Regions from separate parts of the Sus scrofa genome. Here region 2 is linked to region 1. Evidence: chromatin contacts called from public Hi-C data. All regions are on one chromosome and are shown on one strand. The core of a region is the stretch at or near the end of the contact, and the rest is flanking DNA. Distances in the headings are between cores, read along the strand shown.

Evidence for each region. Hi-C and Micro-C count contacts between places; a contact is called where the count stands out from the background.
Region 2: a contact with region 1 is called in a Hi-C map of fetal heart ventricle, with 2.7 times the contacts expected there. The contact joins two enhancer-like sites. A contact is called at or near these places in 3 of 47 Hi-C or Micro-C datasets (brain, fetal heart ventricle and heart right ventricle).

The regions. Positions count from the first base shown.
Region 1 is chr11:6,160,018-6,166,322 of Sscrofa11.1, reverse strand. All of the region lies in intron 1 of MTUS2 (microtubule-associated tumor suppressor candidate 2), which reads right to left. Among named protein-coding and RNA genes, the nearest start is that of MTUS2, 120 kb to the right of the region's middle. Within about 2 kb of position 3,297, at least 4 of the 83 cell types and tissues checked have an H3K27ac peak or open chromatin away from gene starts, as enhancers often do.
Region 2 is chr11:6,274,214-6,280,856 of Sscrofa11.1, reverse strand. The region is part of intron 4 of MTUS2 (microtubule-associated tumor suppressor candidate 2); the gene reads right to left. Among named protein-coding and RNA genes, the nearest start is that of MTUS2, 240 kb to the right of the region's middle. Within about 2 kb of position 5,221, at least 7 of the 83 cell types and tissues checked have an H3K27ac peak or open chromatin away from gene starts, as enhancers often do.

The DNA.
Region 1 (6,305 bases), core at 2,048-4,547:
CTGCACAGGTAGCCTCAGATTTGCAGGTAGCCACGTTTTCAAAGGCAAATCCAACAAGCGAAATGAATGTTCATCATGTATTTTATTTTACCCAAAATAACCTGTTGTTGTTTCAACATACAGATATAAAATAACTGATGGGGTATTTCTACACACCCCTTTTCATAGCAAACCTTCCAAACCTGGCATGCATTTTACACTTTCAGCAAATGACAGGCCACCTTCTCCACAGCACATGAGGCCTTGGGCTGCTGTCTTGGACAGCAGGGCTAAGGATGATGACCCTGTCTGGGAGTAAGGGTGTCGTGGGGGACTGAGCCTGGGGCACAGTCAGGGGATTACGAGAGAAGCTGGGCAGGTGCGGCGGGCTGGAGAGGCGGATCTGCCAGGGGTCTCCGCGGGAGAGATCTCAGGACCTCCTAAGAAAACACATCCCGAAGGACACAGAGGGGGGACCTCCTAAGAAAACACATCCCGAAGGACACAGAGGGGGGGCCTCACCTCCCAGCAGTGAGAAAGGAGGGGGGACCGGGCCTCAGGAAGGCCCCAGCTCAGGATGTCCTCTGGGCAGCCTACGGCCTCTGCCCAAGTTCCAGGTACAGAGATTACTATACGACAGGGTGCGTGAAACCCCGAAAGAGGGCCTTGCTCAACACAGCTGCAGGAGCTCCAGGAAGCCCCACTCGGTAATCCACGCAGCCGAGAGATGCCCAACCCACTGGTGCTGCCCCCTCCCCCAGGTCCCAATGCTGAGAAAGTCAAGGGCAGCGTCTGGGGCCCGACACGGGGCTTCCCAGCTGCTGCTGGAGCCTCAGCACAGACTCAAGGCCCGGGCAGCGGGACCCATGGCTGCAGCTAGTAGGGACCAGGGCCTAAGTGGGAGCAGGAGGGCCCCCAGAACTGCTCGTCATTCATGGAACCCTTCCTGGGAGGATGGGGAGGGTTTGAGGGGGACCAGGTGACAACCAAGGCTCTCTGGGGGAAGGGACAAGGACAGATGTCCCTGGCCTCTGGGTCCCTGCTCAGGCTCAGGTCTCGGCACATGGGCAACACTCTGACTCCTGGGAGGGCACGCAGGAGACCAAGGGGTGATGGCACATCTGCCTGCAATGACAACGACCATGAAGGAGCAGAGCAAGACAATCCACGCCGACGTGGAACCCCCTCTCCCCACCGCACCAGGTCCCCTCTTCACCCACCCGGCTTTGCAGGTGAGCCCACTCGGCTTCAGCTCACGCCTCTCACATTTGGTTTTCTTAAGATGAATTTTCTTATGGTAAAATATATGTAACATAAAACTTCGCATTTCAACCATTTTTCAGGGCACAGGTCTGTGACATTAAGTCCACTTGTGTTGTTCTACAACCAGCACCCGCATCCACCTCCAGGACTTGTCCACCTGCCCAAACGGAAGCTCCGCAGCCAGTAAACACTAACGCTGCTCTTCCCCCACCCCCACCCAGGCCCTGGCGACCAGCTCGCTACTTTCCGTCTCCAAGAGCTCGACTGCTCAGGTACCTCCTATGAGGGGAATCATACAGTCTTTCAGGACGGATTCCACTTAGCAGAAGGTCCTCAAGGTTCATCCACGGTGTTGCCTGTGTCGGGATGTCCTTCCTTTTCAAGGCTGAACAATATTCCACTGCATGGATGGACCGCATTTTGTTTATCCATTCATCCGTCAACAGACACTGGGGTCGCCCCCCTCTTCCAGCTTCTGTGAATAGTGCTGCTAGGAACATGCGTGTGCAAACGTCTGTTGGCGTGCTTGCTTTCGGATCTTTTGGGGGACACGCCCAGAAGAACTGTCAGATCACACAGTAGTGTCTGGTCTAATGTTTTGAGGAACGGCCATCCTGTTTTCCACAGCGGCTCAACCCTTTCACCAACAGCGCACAAGAGTTCCAACTTCTCCACACTCTACTGCCATGTGTATTTTGTGTTTTTTAGAATAACTGCTCTAATGGGTGTGAAGTGCTATCCTGTGATTTGATTTGCATTCCTCTGATGATGAGCGCTGCTGAGTGTTCTGATGCCGACTCCTGACTGCGAGTGGCTGTGGCACCTGCGCCCCTGCCTGGGCCCCAGCATCTGCCTTTTCCAACAGTCTTCACTGCCCTCGTGGCCCCGGACTCTACTTACCTGCAGGACCCTGTGTTCTCATCCATCTAGAGGGTCTAACCTCTTTGTCCAGATGCAGGAGACACTCATCTTGGCCCTCCAAATGGGCTCCCTCTGTCACCGCCAAGACAGATCCCGTGCAGAAGCATGCTTTCCCAGCTCCCAGAAGGGATGGGACAGAATCCTCGGGGCAGGCTGGGATCCAGCTCTCTGCCTGCCTCCCTCCTTCCAGCAGACCCCAGACTGGATCTATGTGCACCCACCTGAGCCTTGCCATGACACACTCGGGGGCCAGGCAAGCCCTGGACCCCACGTTGGCATCTGCAGGATCCCTGAGGCCGGAGCCGGCTTGACAGATCCTCACAGAGCCAGAGAGCTTGAGGCAGCAGGGCCCACAACAACAGCAAGCGACACAAATGGTCACCGGGCAGGAGGCCCACTGGCAAGCGCCCCTCAGGTCCCACTGGACTTGCCCACAAAAGAAATCAGGCAGGGCAACTTTCCCAAAGCTCCAGGGACGGAATCCTGAGTGGCCTTACTTTTTTATTCCATTCCCTTTCCATTTGTTTTATTAAGGGACATCTTGCACAAGTCGCAGGCACCCCTTTGAGTGTGCCGTTCCTTCGGGTCTGCCACTGACAGCGTATATGAAACTGCTGCCCCCATCAATACACAGAACAGGTCCATCACCCCCGAGACTCCCCTGCGGCCTGACACTCCACCCTCCCCACAGCCCAGCTCCTGAAACCACGCATCTCTTTTCCATTTCTAGAGTTTCCCCCTTTCCAGACTATCTTCAGGAAGAGAATCGCACAATATGCAGCCTTTCAAGACATTCACCGGGCATCATCTGAGATTGAGCCATATAGAGTCATGGGTCGGTCTGCTCCTTTTTGTGAGTTTTGGTTTTTAACTGTTGCGAAATACACGTAACATACAATTTACCCCTGGCACCACGTTCAAGTGTAGGGGTCACTGGCATTAAGTACATTCACAGCGTCCTGCCACCGTCACTGTAGCTTTCCTTTTAAAGGTTGCCTTGTTAGGCGATTATTTTTGAACTTGAATTCCACTCGAGGTCCCTTGAGAAAGTTTAACAGCCCGTTCTGCTGGCACGACTACGAGTACGTCAAGATATGTCTGCAGTGCCAGCAAAGCCCTGGCCCCTGCCTGCTGTCCCAGTGTCACTATTAATAGAGCCACTTCCAGACTTAAGAGTGTCCTGGTTTGGGCCATAATCCATGGCCGCATTTGCCAAAGGGAAAGAAAGAGTTTCTCTCTGACATTCCCGGTGAGAAACCAAAATTTTTTAAAACGGTAATAAACACCTGATGGTCTATCAGATTACAGCTGTCAAAATTGCAAATGCATTTATCTCTGACCCAGCAATCACCTTTCTGAGATTGTATCCTACAGACAGACACGCTGCACGTGTGTGTACAATATCCCAGCAGTGCCTGGAAACAAAAAAGCATCAGAAACCATCCGAGGAGCTCCCGTCGTGGCTCAGCAGAAAAAACGAATCTGACTAGCACCCATGAGGATGCAGGTTCCATCCCTGGCCTCACTCAGTGGGTTAAGGATCTGGTGTTGCCGTGAGCTGGGGTGTAGGTCGCAGACGTGGCTCGGATCCCACACTGCTGTGGCTGTGGCTGTGGCGTCGGGAGTCAAATACAGCTGATTCAACCCTTTACCTGGGAACCTCCATATGCCGTAGGTGCGGCCCTAAAAAAAAAAAAAAAAAGAAAGAAAGAAAAAAGAAACCATCCGAACAGCCATCCAGAGAGAGCTGGTCGTCACATAAACTACGTACGATGCAGGCACGGTCCCCTGGAAGATCTGCTGTGTATCCGGAGGGAGGAGCGCCCCGCGTTCTGACAGAGATGGAGCTCTAGGCCACATCCTTCCGCGGGGAACAGGAGGAAGACCAGTGTCACCTTCGCGGAGAGCCGGGCTCGGAGGGCCCAGCAGGTCACGGGGGCCAAGGGGACACAATACGCATTCATTCGTATTTCCATGCCTGTGCAGTAAACAAACCGCCCCAAGACCCTGGGAGGATACACAGCAACTAACCTGTCTCTCTATCGGGGGGGACGGGGGGGCGGTTAGGATGAGAATGGGGGTGCAGTAAAGCTTCTAACGTTGTCTAAAATTTTTTCAACGGTGTGTTTCTGGCGAAAAATAAATAGAAATACAAAAAGGCGGGGGGGAACAGAGTGTAATGTGTTCCCTGGGAAAAGGCCTGCTAACTCTGATGGCTCGGGGCATGGATTACAATCCATGCGCTTCTGGCAGCCACAAGATCCATCAATCGATGTACCTTCCAAACACCGGCTATAGGAGAAGGCCCTCCAATCATCTAGAAAGTGGTTTTCTGTTCAAAAGGCATCGTGTGCTTTGGCTAAGCCTGAGAAAGTTACCTCTGACAACGCACTTTTAAATTCTAACATGTCATCACAACAGGAAGAGCAGGCCTCTCTAATTCTCTTCTGGATGCTGCCTTCAAAGTTTTTAAGGGGAAAACGACTCTTGATAAGTGGAATCATTTTAAAGACAAAAAAAAAAAAAAAAAAGCTGCTAGTGACCTGGGCAGAAGGTGCAGTGTCCACGTGGTCAGCCATGGGGGGAAGGGGACCCGACAGCGGGCACGGAGCAGCCCACCAGGTCATGGGGGCCGAGGATGCACTGCCGTTTTACAGCAAAAGGACATGGTCACGAGTAATGAGGTGACACGGACAGACAGTCCTGTAACTCCTCTGAGCCTCTCTCTGAAAACAGACTAGACTCACAACCTCGGTGTCGCCAGCGCACTCCCCGTCTCACGCGAGTCCCCACAGGAGAACGGAGGGCACGGGCACGCGAGGAGAACTCACATGAGCCCAGGGCACGAGTTCTGCTTTCTAATGAGGACACAAGGCACTTCCCCATTCTTCCTCCTGTCAACGATGGCATTTGAGCTCCTCCGTGTTGCTCCGTCCAGCAGTCCAAATGGGCATTTCTGCGCTGGCTTCCCTGGGTATCTCAGGCTGTTCACTAGTCAAAACTGTCCACGAAGTGAGAAGGCAGAGCTCACTCTATTTCACGCCTGTCTCAACTGCTTTACGAAACTGGGAAAGTCCTTCTTCTTTTTTTTTTTTAATACTGATTTTTATTTTTTCCATTATAGCTGGTAAGATCCTTAAACGGGAGTTCCCACTATGGCTCAGCAGAAAAGAATCTGACTAGCATCCATGAGTACACAGGTTCGATCCCTGGCCTTGCTCCGTGGGTTAAGGATCTGGTGTTGCTGTGGCTGTGGTGTAGGCTGGTGGTTACAGCTCTGATTCGAGCCCAAGGCTGGGAATTTCCATATGCAGTGGGTGTGGCCCTAAAAAGAAAAAAAAAAAAAAATCCTTAAACCATGGGGAAAGTTTTCACCAACGGACATTTGCCTGTTTCAGTAACCTTTCTATGTGTCTATGTTTTTAACGTACTCTAATCAACATCAAATGCAAGAAGAAAGCTTAAAGAAAGCAAGCACGTGTGACAAGAGAAATATAGTCAAGAAAATACAGTTTTTGAACTTGGCAGAGAACATTCTATTTCATGGGGCAATGTCACCCCACTCTGTGCAAAGCTGTGATTTAGAAGTCACTCCTGTGTGTTCTTGACCCTGGCTGGGCTGTGACTCTACGGCAGCAGCCGCGGTGGTCTGGGAAAGAGACAGAAACTGGACTACAACTGGCACCACAAGGTGACACTGAGAAAGGTTCATTTGGTAAATTAGGATTTTTTTTTCAACTGAAAACAGGAAACGAGCAAAAACGATAACCTTCTGGGTGTGGAATGTTTGAATTTCCCTGTTAGTTCGACAAACAAGTCCTGAACTCTGCCAGCTCAAAAACTGAATTAGCACAACGCTGATTTGTTTAATTATCCTTTTGTCTGCCTGTCCCTCAGTGAAGAGAAACAAACAGCTACTTATCATTTTGATTATAATAAAGGCTTTCGTCTCTACCTGATAATATAGCAAAATAACGGTCTGATAACCGATGTACACGTGAGGCCATTAATAGTCTATAAACGTCTGGTACCCAAAACAATTCCGTTCCGTCAAGGAACTGCTTACAGACAGAAAGTAAAAATGGGTCCCCTTTTATCAAACAGGTTATTTTCTAAAAGTCTCAGCAGAAGAAAGGTGTGAG
Region 2 (6,643 bases), core at 3,972-6,471, 110 kb before region 1:
TCTGAACACAGGGTCTGTTTTATCATCTACAATCTCCTTTCAAACTGGGGTCATTTTGATTTGGAAAATAAAGGCATCCAAGATAAAGTGTTTCCTCTTTTTCGTATTTCCCATTTTAGCACTGAACATATTCAGTACCTGTTCATATATATATGTGAGCAAAAACGTCGAGGCGCAGAACGATTCAAAGCTGTAAGATGGTCCTTTCTGAGAAAGAGAGATGAAGGCAACCTGGCATCCTTTATTATGTAGTAACTGCACAAGTACTACGCGGCTGTCGTCAAAATCTTAAACAGTGGTTTTAAAAAAAAACAAAAAAACTGCCTTGAATGCCACCATTCAGAGATATTCACTGCTGACTTGGAAGGGACATTTTCTTCATCTTTGCCCTTGCACACATTGACAGTCCCTTTTTTTCATTTTTATTGAGATATCATTCGCATACAATAAGACAGTTCTTTTTTTTAAAGTCAATAATATTGAGATCTCATTCACACGCCTACATTTTACGGCACTCTACACTTCCGAAGGTGAGGTCACCCTGAGCCCTCTGAGACCCAGCCCTTCCTCTCCACCCTGCCTCTGTCCGGGCACGGGCCCCTCTCACCTGTCCCTGGACCACTCCTCGACGGTCTCCTCTCCTCCAGGCCCCCCTCCCCTGGCCACTCTCCACACTGCCCCCCAACACGCTCCCGTTTAAATCACAAATCTGAGCTGCTCTCCTGGTCTCTACTGCCTCCCCACAGCGTCCTGTGTGGCAGTGGTCCCAGGGGACCTAGTCCTGGCTTCCCACGTGTCAGGCCACTGAACTCCCGCTGCTAGCCTCTGTCCCACGGGATAAACTCCGCTGCTCCTTCCGGTCTGTCTCCTCTTCTTCCGCCACCTTTCCGACGTCCCAAGCACAGGACACACACTTTTCCAATAGGCTCACTCCTCCAGCGCAGCATCTTCGCAACGTGGGTGCCCACGGTGATCCCCCCACCTGACTGTAGCCCTTGGAAAGGGGGGATGGAGTCTTTTCAGATTGGTACTTAGAGCACTTGACAAGCTAGGCAGCAGAGCGCCACAGCCAATTAAAGCATGAGTTGAATACAGTAGCTTTTCTCCCCAGCTTGGCTGAGAAATAGCATCATCTGCATTTAAAGTTACGCCGTGACGAGCTGATAAATGATACGCGTGGAACGATTACCAAGATCAAGATCATCTACACACCCATCGTCTCACCTTAACTCCTCTTGTTCTTTTTCCTTCGAGGGGCGAATGCCTAAGAGCTACTTGCAGCCACGCCCAAGCATACGACACCACAGTAATACCCGCGGTCACCACCACATCCTCAGAACTGATTCCAGCAATCGAACGTTTATACCCTTTGACCAGCATCTTCCCTGGCCCTGGGCAACTACCCTCCTGGTCTCTATGAAGTTGGCTTCCCCCTACCCTGCCCTTAGACTCTACGTATAACTGACACCAGGCAGTCTTTGTTTTCCCCTGTCTGGATTATATCCCTTAGCACGATGCCTTCCAGGTGCATCTATGTTGTCCCAAATGGCAGGATTTCCTTCTTTTTTTTATGGGTGGAATTACATAGATGGATAGATCTATCTATTGCTATCTGTATTATATATGTCACATTGTCACTATGCAGTCATCTGTTGGTGGGCATGTAGGTTGTCTCCACGCCTCAGCTACTATAAATAATGCTGCAGCGAACACGGGAATGCAGACGTTTCTTTGCTATTCCGTTTCCATTTTCTTTGGATACATACTCAGAAGCAGGATGGCTGGACCCTATAGTCGTTCTGTTTTTAATTTCGGGTAGCCTCTAGACTTTTCCCTTAGGAGCTGCACTGGTTTACATCCCCAACAACAGGCACAAGGGCTTTTATCTCTTGTCTTTTTGATAGGAGACATCCTAACAGGTGTGAGGTGATATTTCATTGCGATTTGGATTTGCGTTTCCCTGATGAGCGATGTTGGGTACCTTTTCACATACCCGTTGGTCATGTGCAGGTCTTTAGGAAAAACCGTCTATTCAGACCCTTGGCCCGTGCTTTGAATAGATTACTCGGAGTTTTTTTGTTACTGCGTTGTATGAGTTTGTGAGTATTCTGGATATTAGCCTCTCAGTAGACATGCGGTTTGAAAACATTTTCTCCCATTCCATAAGCTGCCTTTTCATTTGTTAATGGTTTCCTTTGCTTTAGTTTGATGTTGTCTCACTTGGTATCTGTTTTTTTTAAGATTTTATTTTTTTATTTATTTTTCATTGTAAACAACTGTTATTTCCCCAATACATTTTCTTCTACTGTACAGCACGGTGACCCAGTTACACATACATGTATACATTCTTTTTTCACACATAATCATGCTCCATCATAAGTGACTAGACAGAGTTCCTAGTGCTACACAGCAGAATCTCACTGCTTATCCATTCCTAAGGCAATAATCTGCATCTGTTACCCCCGAGCACCCCATCCATCCCACTCCCTCCCCCTCCCCCTTGGCAATCACAAGTCTATTCCCCAAGTCCATGATTTTCTTTTCTGTGGAAAGGTTCATTTGTGCCCTATATTAGATTCCAGATGTGTGATATCATATGGTATTTGTCTTTCTCTTTCTGACTTACTTCACTCAGGATGAGAGTCTAGTTCCATCCACATTGCTGCAAATGGCATTATTTTGTTCTTTTTTATGGCTGAGTAGTATTCCATTGTGTGTGTGTGTGTGTGTGTGTGTGTGTGTGTGTACTGCATCTTCCTAATCCAATCATCTGTCGATGGACATTTCACTTGCTTATTTTTGTTGTTGCCTTTGCTTTTGGTGTCAAATCCGAAATATCACTGCTAGGACTGATATCAAGGGGATTACCCCCCATGTTTTCTTCTAAAAGTTTTATGGTTTCAGGTTTTACACTCAAGCCTTTAATCCATTTTGAACCACTGTTTGTGCATGTGGTGTGAGATGGGGCCCAGTTGCATTCTTCCACATGCGGCTGTCTAGTTTCCCAACATCACTTATTGAAGAGGGTGTCCTTTCCCCACTGCCTAGTCTTGGCTCCTCTGTCATAAGTAAATGGTCATGTACACATGGTGTCTGTACATCTGCCAGTATCCTACTGTTTTGATTAATGACATCCTTGTAACATAGCTTGAAATCAAGGAGTGTGAGGCCTCCGGCTTCTTTCTTTAGCAACGTTGCTTTGACAATTTGGGGTCCTTTGTGGTTCCACACAAATGTTAGGATAGTATTTTCTATTCCTGACCAAAATGCCACTGAATTTTGACAGGGACTGCATTGGATCTGCAGGTCACTTCGAGGAGGAAGGACATTTTTACAGTATTAATTCCTCCAACCCATGACCATGGAATATCTTTCCATTTATTCGCGTCTTCTTCAGTTTCTTTCATCAATGTCTTCTAATTCTCAGAGTACGGGTCTTGTGCACTGAATGAACCTCCTTGGTTAAATTTACTGGTTAAATAAGTTGGCTAAATTTAAGAAAAAGCATTTATTTATTTTTGATGGTTTTGAAAATGGGATTGCTTTCTTAGTTTCTCTTTCAGGTAGTTCACTGTTAGTGTATAGAAACACTAATTTTTGTATGTTGATCTTGCATCCTGTAATGTTACTGAATTCATTCACTAGTTCCAATGGTTTTTTATGAAGCCTTTAGGGTTTTCTATATGTAATATCATGTCGTCTGCAAACAGAGATCATTTTACTTCTTCCTTTCTGATTCGAATGTCTTTTCTTTCTTTTTCTTTTACTATGGTTAGTTGGTACTTCCAGTACCATGCTGAATAGAAATGACAAGATTGAGTATTTGTGTCTGGTTGCTGATCTTAGAGAAAAGGCTTTAACGCTTTTATTTTTTCCCCTTAAAAGAGGCCCTTTGAAATTGTTTAATTAAATAATTATCTTTGGCCATGCCCTCAGCATGCGGACGTTCCCAGCCCAGGCACTGAACCTGAGACACAGCAGTGGCAATACCAGATCCTTACCTGCCAGAGCACCAGGGAACTCCGCTTTTACCTTTTCATCACTGAGTACGATGTTAGCTGATGTGAGCTGTGGGCTTTTCATATATGGGCTTTTATTATGGTTACGTGTGTCATTTCCATACCTATGTGTGAGAGCTGATTTTTTTTTTTTTTATCACAAAGGAATGTTGAATTTTGCCAAGTTGTTTTCTGCCATGATGATCTGTTGAAATCCTCATACGGTTTTCATCCTTCATGCAATTAATGCGGTGGATCGCATCGACTGATTTGGGTTTGCTAAACCACCCCTGCATTCCTAGAATGAATCCCTCCTGAGGACAGTGTATCATCACTTTAACGTGCTCCTGAATTCCATTTGCTGCCATGTTGTTGAGGATTTTTGCATCTATGTTCATCAGGAATATGGGCCTGTAATTTTCTTTCCTTGTACCGTCCATCTCTAAAACCACACTGTGTAGCAGGAAGGATGGCATTATTAACCCCGTTTTCTACTTGGGGAACTGAAAGCACAGGTGACGTCACAACTGCCAAGTCACATGGTTGGGATTCACGCCACACTGTCCAGCTCTGCGTTCACATTCTTTCTGTGCAGCTAAAACCGGCCTAAGCTGCTGCCAAGATGAAGAAACTCAATTTAAAATCCGAGCTCTCCCCTTCAGACTTTGTGTGGTGATCACAATAGCTATCCCTTGTCAACTGGCACGGGGAGATGAGCGCACAAAGCTCCTCTCTCAGCGCAGACATTCACTGCTCAGTGTCCCACTCAATGACTCAAGCTCAAAACCACCTTCCCAGCCCGAGCCTCTCTTTGCCCTCGTCCCCGGAGCCACCACCCCACCTCCTGCACGCTCAGTCCTGGATTGAGGGTATTCCTCTAACGCGCCACTAGTCCCCTGGGGCTCAGCTCCCTCCACCCTGCTTTGCTGCTGAGCCCCTCTCCCTTGGGGCTGGGGAAGCACAACGGCCGGGCAGGATCCTTGAAGGACACCGGACACTGACCTCCCCTGTCTGGTCACACAGTGGCTCCCCTGGGACTGGAAGCAGGACAGTTTCCCCAGACTCAGGAGACAGAGGGAGCAGAGCTCCTTCCAAAAGGGAAAGTGCCCACCACACTCCTCTCCCTGCGAAGCTATTTTTAGCTCCCTCAAGTGTCTCTGAATCCAAACAGTCCAGGGAACTGCCTGAGTTCACGGTCTCCGCATGTTCCAACTTTGACCAAATCCATGAGGTCATGTGGGAAGGAAGCCAAGCGGCCCTGACTGTCTCACAGACACCACGCCAGCTCCGAAACCGGATCCTTATCAGCGCTGGCAGGGCGAGAGATGATTTCTGAGGACTGGTGGTCCTCTCAGCAGCATCAGGAAGAAAAGCAGAGATTGGGTTAACGCCAGACCCATCAATCCAATGAAGTAAGAGCAGAAACAAGTCTCAGCGCACTGCAACTTCCAAACTGGACTTTTCAGTGCTGTGCAGCAACACTATGGAGAAATCAGGACTCTAGCGGAGATACGCCTCACAAACCCACACCAGCACCTTCGTCCGGCCTCAGCCGGGGTCTCAGAACAGACCTCTCGCCAGAACGTTCAAAGAATCCAATTCTAGAAAGCAAAGAATACTAATGAAGGATGAAGGAGGCAAAAAAAAGGTCACCCAATGTTCCACTGGTTGTGATCTTCTTCCATCCAAATGCTGCATGTGTAGGGAAATGAAAGAGCTAAACCCGAAGCGGGTCGCAAGGAAGTGAAATAAACAAGCCACGACCTCAAACAAATGACTGACTCTATCTCTGAGGCCGGCGGGTGAAGGAGAAGGTGAGGGCAGAAGCCAGAGCCCATAAGGCTGAGACGGGCCACGGGAGATGCGTTCCATGTAGACTCTGTCTACACGGGCGACGGGAAGTTGCCTGCCTATTGGGAGAGTTATTCCACTTTACATAACCGTTTTCAGTGTACTCAAGGACACAGCCCGTTACACATTCTGAAGGACGTTTCCATTATTCATTCCTTCAAGGTGAATGAGTTCTGGGACCGGCACACGGAGAGACGCAGCTCCTGCCTGCCTGCAGCTGTCAGAGCAGAGGAGACTCAGAAGCAAACAGGGCGCCAGGCGGTGTGTGCGCTGGGTGACTGCGCCAGCAGGACAGGAACACGGATGTGGACATGTGTGGGAGAGTATGAGTTTATATTATTATATATTCTTATTATAATGAATATATAATTTATAAACATTCAGGCACTCATGCACACACACACACAGTTCTTTCGAGAAACTTGGGGAGTTACTGTTGTGGCTCAGCGGATTATGAACCCGACTAGTATCCATGAGGATGAGGGTTTGATCCCTGGTCTTGCTTAGTGGGTTAAGGATCCGGCATTGCTGTGGTGTAGGCTGGCAACCACAGCTCAAATTGGACCCCAAGCCTGGGATCCCTATGCCGCAGGTGCGGCCCTAAAAAGCAAGCAAACAAACAAACAAACAACTGACTTGCACAGCAGTGGGGGGCAGGAGACAAGTCCAAAATCCATTGCGCCCACCGGAGGGAGGGAACGCCCAGGCAGGAATGGACGTCGCAGTCTGGGGGCAGACTTCTTCTTGCCCCTCAGGGAAGCCTCAGTTCTGCACTGAAGGCCTCTGAAATGACG